3 separate regions of the Mus musculus genome follow, and all the other regions are linked to region 3. Evidence: chromatin contacts called from public promoter capture Hi-C data. All regions are on one chromosome and are shown on one strand. Each heading gives the region's core, a stretch centred on a gene start, on an enhancer-like site or on the middle of the called end of the contact. The rest is flanking DNA. Distances are from core to core; before and after follow the strand shown. Region 1 holds the start of Olfr649 (olfactory receptor 649). Region 2 holds the start of Ubqln5 (ubiquilin 5). Region 3 holds the start of Olfr543 (olfactory receptor 543).

The links. Promoter capture Hi-C pulls out the DNA fragments that hold promoters and counts their contacts.
Region 1: a contact with region 3 is called in a promoter capture Hi-C map of hippocampal neurons, with 15 times the contacts expected there. The contact joins the promoter of Olfr649 here to the promoter of Olfr543 in region 3. A contact is called at or near these places in 4 of 39 promoter capture datasets (cranial neural crest, hippocampal neurons, liver and 1 more) and 1 of 484 Hi-C or Micro-C datasets (embryonic stem cells).
Region 2: a promoter capture Hi-C map of the HPC-7 cell line shows a contact between it and region 3. The contact joins the promoter of Ubqln5 here to the promoter of Olfr543 in region 3. A contact is called at or near these places in 6 of 39 promoter capture datasets (the HPC-7 cell line, embryonic stem cells, hippocampal neurons and 3 more).

Annotation. Positions count from the first base shown.
Region 1 is chr7:104,188,591-104,191,647 of GRCm38.p6, reverse strand. It overlaps Olfr649 (olfactory receptor 649), which reads left to right and starts at 1,443. Exons shown (of 1, transcript NM_147055.1): 1 at 1,443-2,381. The coding sequence starts at 1,443. The coding sequence ends at 2,381.
Region 2 is chr7:104,128,508-104,131,207 of GRCm38.p6, reverse strand. Ubqln5 (ubiquilin 5) reads left to right here and starts at 1,385. Exons shown (of 1, transcript NM_027634.1): 1 at 1,385-2,700. The coding sequence starts at 1,593.
Region 3 is chr7:102,476,355-102,479,353 of GRCm38.p6, reverse strand. Olfr543 (olfactory receptor 543) reads left to right here and starts at 1,452. Exons shown (of 1, transcript NM_001011782.2): 1 at 1,452-2,581. The coding sequence starts at 1,486. The coding sequence ends at 2,496.

The sequences.
Region 1 (3,057 bases), core at 194-2,693, 1.7 Mb before region 3:
AGTTACAAAAGTGGTTTCATGCTAAGATTTTTCAATTGTCGAATGCTGAAAATTCTCAAAACAAATCTGAGTATTGGGGGGGCGGGGCGGGTATTGCTTCAACTCAGCATTTAGAATAAAAAAATTCTGTGTTCACCCACTAGAGGTCCTTCCAGCATTATATTTAGAAAATACAAAGACTCAGTCTTCTCCAACTCTTAAGCGTTTTCTCCTTCATCCTTAAGGTAGATTGGAGGCTCAGCTTCATATCTACTTCACGAGGCGGCATCAGGCAGTCCTGTCTCAGAGAGCTTGTTTCTGCAGGTTCCAAGGAGGACAGTGACCGAAACTGGGGTGGGTTGGTGTTTTGACAGATCTGGGTTCCGCTTAGGACTGTTCCTTTTACATCTTAAAATCTCTTGTGAATCCTTGCCATTTCACAAGATCTGCATGTACCACCAGGTAAAGGGTGACCCCATGAAAGAATACTGGTCATGGAATCTAGTGATTTGGCTCCTTGGCCAGAGGGATGACTTGAGTTTCTCAAAACAAAACAAAAGAAAAAGAAACAAATCCTTCCCCCCACCTCCCCCAAACAAGGTATAACTGTGTATCCTTGGCTGTCCTGGAACTCTGTAGACCAGACTGGCCTCAAAATTACAGATTATCTGCCTGCCTTCGCCTTCAGAGTGCTGGGGTCAACGGAATGCGCCACCACCATCTGGAGACAAAATTCATTTTTAACGAAGGGTTTCTAAATGAGATAACACATTAGACATGTTGGAGTAAAGTAGGCATCCAAAATTGTTAAATTACTTCATGTTCCCGATAGTGGGACATTCTCTTTAGTGTAATCCTATTCCTGAAGGCAGTTAGAATACTTTTCCCTATACATATCCATGCAGTGATGAATTATATAGACTCAGGGAAAACATGGTCATTTAAATAGGATTAGCATTTTATAAACTGGACAAGTTATTTCTCTTGATTTGGTTTCTATTGAAATGTGGGAATTAACACCAGGGGTCTGATAGCTCTTTGTTAAAGTCATGACCATGACTCTCTTTGGGGTGGAGGGGAATTTGTTTGTTTATTTATTTACTTTGTATGTGAGTGTTTTGCCTGAATGTATATATGTGTATTTATTATGTGTGTGCCTGTTGCCTGCTTAGATCAGGATGTGGGACTGGATTTAGCAGGTGACTGTGAGCCACCATATCCACAAAATAAGTGTCAGAAATCGAACATAAGTCCCCTGGAAGAGAGGCCAGTGCTCTTAACCACTGAGCCATCTCTCCTGCCCATGAGTATTGCTCTTAATGGTAATCGGATTTTCTTTTTCAAATATAGAAAACAGAACTGCTCCCAAAGAGTTTGTGGAGAAAGAGTGAGTGCACAATTGCTCATGCTCACCATACACGCTTGATTTTAGGACAGAAGAACTAATTATTCTTCAGATCTCAATGGTTATGCACAACGTGAGTAGCTACAACACTGGCCCCTTCACTCTCTCGGGCATCCCTGGACTTGAGCAGTACCATGTCTGGATCAGTATCCCTTTCTGCTTTATCTATCTCGTGGCCATCCTGGGCAACAGCATCCTTCTCTACCTTATTGCAGTGGAACACAGTCTTCATTCCCCCATGTTCTTCTTCCTTTCCATGTTGGCCATGACTGACCTCATATTGTCTACCACCTGTGTCCCCAAGACCCTTAGCATCTTTTGGTTTGGTCCTCAGGAAATCAGTTTTCCTGGATGTCTGACTCAGTTATTCTTTTTACACTACAGCTTTGTCTTGGACTCAGCTATCTTATTGGCCATGGCATTTGACCGCTATGTGGCCATCTGTTCACCCTTGAGGTATACCACTATTCTCACACCCAAAACCATTGTCAAAATTGCTGTGGGAATCTCTTTCCGAAGTTTCTGTGTTTTTGTGCCATGTGTTTTCCTTGTGAATCGCCTACCCTTCTGCAGGACACACATCATTGCCCATACCTACTGTGAACACATTGGTGTTGCCCGGCTGGCATGTGCAGATATCTCCATCAACATCTGGTATGGGTTTTGTGTCCCCATCATGACAGTGATTATAGATGTGATCCTCATAGCCATCTCCTACACTCTCATTTTATGTGCTGTTTTTCGCCTTCCCTCCCGAGATGCACGCCAGAAGGCCCTGAGCACCTGCGGTTCCCATGTCTGTGTCATCCTCATGTTCTATATACCAGCCTTCTTCTCCATCCTTGCTCATCGCTTTGGGCGAAATGTCCCCCGCACTTTTCATATTATGTTTGCCAACCTGTATGTAATCATCCCACCTGCACTCAACCCTATTGTCTATGGAGTGAAGACCAAGCAGATCCGGGACAAAGCCATTCTTCTGCTCTTCCCCAAATGATCTCAGTGACTGAAGTCTTGGATCTTGGGCCATTTCATAAAGTATAGTAGGTAAAAGGCTGAACCAGCAACCACTGACCTCCAGGAGACGACACATGGAGCTATTGGGGTTTTGCTTTCTTAGTTATTTTATGCAGAAGCCTCCTCAACCATTTTAGTTTTAGGAAAAGAAGCTCAGAGTTTAGAAGATAAAGGTATTTATCTCGCTTCTGAAAATAAACAACTTATCTTAAGGAGAATCTTTCAATTCTTTTTGGCTGTGCTAAGGTAATAAAGACTCATTGATAACAATGGAAGTTGCTGTTCTGTTTTCACTTAAAATATTTGTGACAAATCAGTTATTTTTTTACACACACCTTAATTCTGTATTTATGCATCATAGTAAGGTAGAAAATTTACTGCTGATCCTATAGATTTCTATATTAAGAAAATTAAATTTGTTCATTTGTGTGTGCATACATGTATATGTGTGTGTGTGTGTATATCAATACGGACACGTGCATGACACAGTTTTCATGTGGAGGCCAGAGGACAACTTGTAGGGAAGGTAGTCCTCTATTTCCACTATGTAGGTTCTGAGGATCAAAGGTAGGTTTTCTACCTTGGGGACAATGACCTTTACTTGCTGAGACATCATGATGTCACAAGTTTCTAGAGTTTGTTTGTTTGTTTTTAAA
Region 2 (2,700 bases), core at 136-2,635, 1.7 Mb before region 3:
CTCATTTCTTTTCTTCCCTCCAACAACTTCCATGTTGGGGGCGATACAAAGCAAATCACTAAAATTGCTTTTGGAGCCACAGTTGTATGGAAGTTCTTCTGAGGTTGGGCACTGTCTGGGAAGGCTATCTGTCAGCAAGCTATAGTGCCCTCTACAGTGCTCTGTGCAAGTTTCTGGGAGGGAGAAGTTATTTCAGACTCTGAAATTACATCTTATTATGACTTGCTATTGGTTAGTACTGGAGATTCTGGTTCACAGATAGCAAAGTTTAAGAACATTTGATAAAATAGTACAGGTACAGCGTGACCTAGGTGGCTATTTTACCTCGTGCCAGCTCCCCCTGAGGTGGCACTAGTCGCCCAAATTCTTGTCTGAGTTTTGTGGTCACTGGAAATTCTAGAGATAGGGAAAAAAGGTGTGTGTGTGTGTGTGTGTGTGTGTGTGTGTGTGTGTGTGTGTGTGTGTGTGTGTATGAGAGAGAGAGAGAGAGAGAGCGAGCTATTGCTAATGATACAAACCTAACACATCCCTAGCTGAAACATGTCGCCTCTCACACAGTCTTATAGAAGTTAAATCACATTTAGATATAGATTCAAAGAGCTGCTGTTATTTCTTTTAACTCAGCCACCAGCTTCTGAGTTGAGACTATAGTGTTCTTTTTAAAATTGTTTTTTACATATATGTACTTATTTGTGTATGTCTGATACATGTATAGGTGGTGCCTTCAGAAACCAGACGCTGCCATGGATCCCTTGGAGCTGGAGTTATTGCTGGTTGTGAGCGGCCTGAAATTGGTGCTGGGAACTGAACTCAGGTCCTCTCTGGGAAGGCAATAATCCTTTTAAGCCATATAACAATCCCCCTAGTACCACCCATCTCCCTCCTTCCCCAACCCCCAGTTTATTTTCTGAAGCAATTCTGCTATCAGGTCTGGAATATACTAGCATTAGAACCATGGAAACAGATTACCTGGGATCTGGGACCTTGGGAAAGAAGGATCCCATTGAAACTGTGAACTGATTGCACATTTTAATTACCCACCTTCATTGTGTTCAGGTAGAACACGGGACTTGAGGACCATGGAGAACATACAGTAATTTAGTGGAGGATTAGAGACCAGAATGAGTGCTTCCTTAGCTAATTCTCAGACCTTGCTTTCCTACTCAATCATCATTTGTTGAGCTTAGTGTTAGGATTTGAAGAAGTGTATGTGAAATATGTTTCTAGACACTGACATGTCCGGCCCCGCCCCCAATTTGGTGCTTAAACCAAATCATGAGGAAAACCCAACCTCAGGCAGGTGGCAGACTTCTGTCCTGCCCCCATTCAGATGTACCTTTCAACTGTGACCTCATCACTGACACCATATCCCCTAAAGATTGCCAAAGAGAGAAGCAGCTGCCCCCCGCTATGGGAGCCAGGTGGCTGTAGGGCTACACTGGCAGGGGGGACCTGCAGGACGTAGGTGAAAGGACATCACCGAACACCTACTGGTCCCTTAACCCGGGTGTGCTCAGTGCCACATCAAAGCTTCTGCAGGTGTGTACTCCACTGTGCCCTCAGGTAACCCTGCGTCCTCTTCTTCAGGAAATATGGCACGAGCTAGGGAAGAAGCAGGGGACAGCCAGCTGGTGTCTGGTAGGGAGCCATCCTCACGTATCATCAGAGTGTCTGTCAAGACCCCACAGGACTGCCACGAGTTTTTTCTGGCAGAAAATAGCAATGTCCGCCGCTTTAAGAAGCAAATCTCCAAATACCTTCACTGTAACGCTGACCGATTGGTGCTCATCTTCACTGGGAAGATCCTCCGGGATCAAGACATACTGAGCCAGCGTGGCATTCTTGATGGCTCTACAGTCCATGTGGTAGTGAGGTCTCATTTGAAAGGGTCAGCCTGTACAGGAACTCTGGTAGGCCCCACAGGCCAGTATACCCACCGCTCAGAACCATCAGCCAAGCTTGGCCGGCTGGCCGGGACCTCACCTGACCTAGCTGATTTCTTCAGCCAGCGTGTCCAACTGCTGCCTGCGGCACCAGAGTCTGTGGTGCAACTCTTGGAAGATCCTCTGATTCAAGGCCTGGCAAATGAGAAACATGCCAATGGCGTTCACATTCCGGAAACCTCAAAAACGGTACAGAAACGGGACCCAGCTCTCAAATTTCCGGAAACCCTTCAGAAGCCCGCGCAATCGCAGGAAGTTCTCCAGGAACACAAGCAGAGGCTGGAGGCCCTGAAAGCCGTGCCAGGGGGTGACAACGCTATGCATCCCAGCTGCTCTGATATCCATCAGGTCATGCTCTCCACTCTGGCCTTATTGGTGGCTTCTAAAGGCCACATTTCAGCCTTAGAGCTGTGTAGGGGAGAAACCAACAATGCTCACAGCAGTTCTGATCCTACCACCATTCCAGCCACTTCTCCTCTGGTCAGGACCTTGGCACAAGAGGTCAGTACAGGAGGAGTTAGCCAGGTCAAGGGCATAGTTTCAAGTCAGGCCAGTTTAGGGTGCCGACCTGGTATGCTAGACTTACACTCAGGCTCAGATATCCCCTGCCAAGAAAGCCAGCAGCCCTTGGAGAAAGTCCCTCTAACCTGTCAACCGAGACTCTCGCCCTGTGTTCTGCGCCTAGCCTTGACTGTCCTGCAGCAGAATCCATCTCTGGCACATCAGTTGGCAACTGGCAGTCCCCTACTACATCACT
Region 3 (2,999 bases), core at 203-2,702:
AAACCACAACAAGGTGCAAACCCTAAACTCGTGAGAAAAGAGCACTCTGTAGTGACTACCCAGATGCGAGCCCAGCTCAGTTATTTATGAGCTGTGTGACTTTGAACTAGACTTTAGCCCCTCCATGTCTTGGTTTCCTTCTTAGTAAAATTACTTTTTTTTTATTTCATTTTATTTTTAGACAGGGCCTCATTATGTAGCCTTGGCTGACCTGTAACTCACTATCTACAGGCTAGTCTAAACACACAGAGATCTGGATCTAAAGGCATATAACACAACATTAATAAAAATGAAGATGGGGGGGGGGGGAGGCTGGGCAGTGGTGGCGCATGCCTTTAATCCCAGCACTTGGAAGACAGAGTTCAAGGCAGATTTCTAAGTTCAAGGCCAGCCTGGTCTACAGAGTGAGTTCCAGGACAGCCAGAGCTATTCAGTGAAACCCTGCCTCGAAGAAAAAAAAAAAAGACTTTTTTTTTTTTAATTCTAGATTTAGTTATGTGTATGAGTGTCTTGCTCGCATGCATGCCTGTGTATTTTGTGTGTACTTGGGGCCTGCAGAGCTCAGAAGAGAGCCCTGTACCCCTCGGAGTTGGCGTTACAAGCAGTTGTGAGCCATCATGTGGGTACTGGGAATTGAACCTGGATCCTCTGCAAGAACACTAAGTGCTCTTAGCCACTGAGCCACGCCTCCAGTCCAGTCTCAGCTAACTTTTGAACACATCTGGAACATTTCCTGATATACAATCACTATCAAATAAGCCCAACCTACATGTACAGCCTCCTCCTGCTTCTCATCCATCTACCCCCAAGCAAAGCAGAGCCTCAGGGAAGCTTGTGTATCTATCTGTCTGTGTGGCTCTGTGCTTGGAGCTCTGGTGAACTCCCGACTCTCCCTGGACTCACACTGGTAAAGGAAAGTAAGCCTCAAGGACAAGGCCAGGCAGGTGCTGCAGCCAGACTACAGGGGCTAAGAAAGGGACCAGACTCTGCAGCCTAGTGCTTTTGAACCAAGAAACCCAGTTTTCTCAGCTGCTTTCCTCTGTCCTAGCCAGTGTACATTGAGCACAGAGGTGAGACCACACCGATCTTGGCTGGCTTCTTTCTCCCCACTTTGACTTGGGTCCTTCCCAGTCTCCTTGGGACAAAGATTCTTTATATACTTTCTAACCAAAGTTGTTTTTTTCTTTCCTTGTTTTATCTCCGAACATCATTTTCCCCCTCTCATATACTACATTTAATTTTGTGTTTTATTAATAAGAAAACACCTCTTGTTTAACTCAACAAGAATGCACATATAACATACCAAAATAAATATCTTGTACAGGAGCTCCCTGAGAACAAGAAATGTCTTATTCATCTGTGAGCTCCCCAAACACACACACCCCAGGTAGATTCCCATCATGTGAGCCTCAGGCTCCTAAAATAACCATTTTGTTCTAACAGCCCCTGATCTTCTCTCCTGGTGCCAGCCCAGGACCAAAGTCAATGGGTGAGGATGGAAATACCAGTATCTTCAACCTTTCCTACAGCAGCTTCCTCTTGGTGGGCTTCCCTGGATTGCAGGAAGGGCGACCCCTTCTGGTCCTGCCTCTTACCTTTCTCTATGTGTCCATCGTTTCTGCCAATGCCTTAGTCATTCATACAGTGGTGGCCCAGAGGAGTCTGCACCAGCCCATGTACGTGCTCATTGCTCTGCTCTTGGCTGTCAACATCTGTGCCTCCACAGCCGTGAGGCCTAAAATGCTTGAAGGCTTTGTGCATTATGCAAATCCCATCTCACTCCGCGGCTGCCTCACACAAATGTTCTTTATCTACTTTACGCTCCTTCTGGACTACAATCTCCTGCTGGCCATGGCTCTAGATCGCTATGTGGCCATTTGCCACCCACTCCGCTATACTGACCTGATGACCTCACACTTACTGGGCCTGATGGCCACTTTTGCGATAACGCGGAGCCTAGGAGTGGCAGTGCCCCTAGTGGTACTAACTGCAAAAGCTCAATTCTGCAAGACATCCGTCATAAGACACTTCACCTGCGAGTACATCGCACTGTTGAGCATCGCTTGTGGAGACCTGACCTTCAACAACCGCTTGGGATTGGCTATGCGTTTGGTCACTGTGACTTTTGATCTGGCCTTATTGGGAACCTCCTATACCCGTATCATCTATGCAGCCTTCCGGATCTCTTCTGGAGGAGCCCGAGCCAAGGCCTTGCACACTTGTGGCTCCCACTTACTGGTCATCCTCACCATCTACCTTTCTGGTCTTTCCACTTCCATTGTCTTTCGAGTGGCCAAGACTGTGTCTCAAGATGTCCAGAACCTACTCAGTGCCATATACCTGCTGCTCCCAGGAGCCTTGAATCCTCTCATTTATGGGGTGAGAACTAAGGAGATCCGGCAACACATAGAGAAAATGCTCTGTGGAATGCAGTCACCCCAAGACAGCAGAGAGAAGTCACAGAATGTGAGAGGGGAGAGGGACTTGCCAGGGTAAGAGGGGGTTTTTAACTTGAGAAGCTGGGGCTGCGCCCTCTGAGAACAAGAAGTGGACGGTCTGTACTAACAGGCTGGGTGGGTCCTGAGCACGGTACGGTTCAATGGCATCCTCTTGTTGCTGCTATGACTTGTTGAATTCTTAGAACATTCTGCTACTTACACCACCACCACTCCCAACAATAGAACTGCTTTTATTTATCCTTCTAAGTCATTTTGTCTTCTTTCCAACTCTTAAAAAAAAAAAAAAAGCTCATTCTATTTGAAGATAGCTACAGCTTCACTAGGAGATACAGAGCAAGTCAAACAGTTCATTATGTGCCCTGAACCCCTGTTCCCCTGTTTGAAGCAAATGAAGTCCAGGTCCTCCCTTAGAGCTCTCTCTCTCTCTCTCTCTTTCTCTCTCTCTCTCTCTCTCTCTCTCATATATAGCCTAAGACTTGACATGAATTTTCATGTGACCCTGGGGCTAATCCTAGAGTCCTATTAGTCCTGAACATGAGG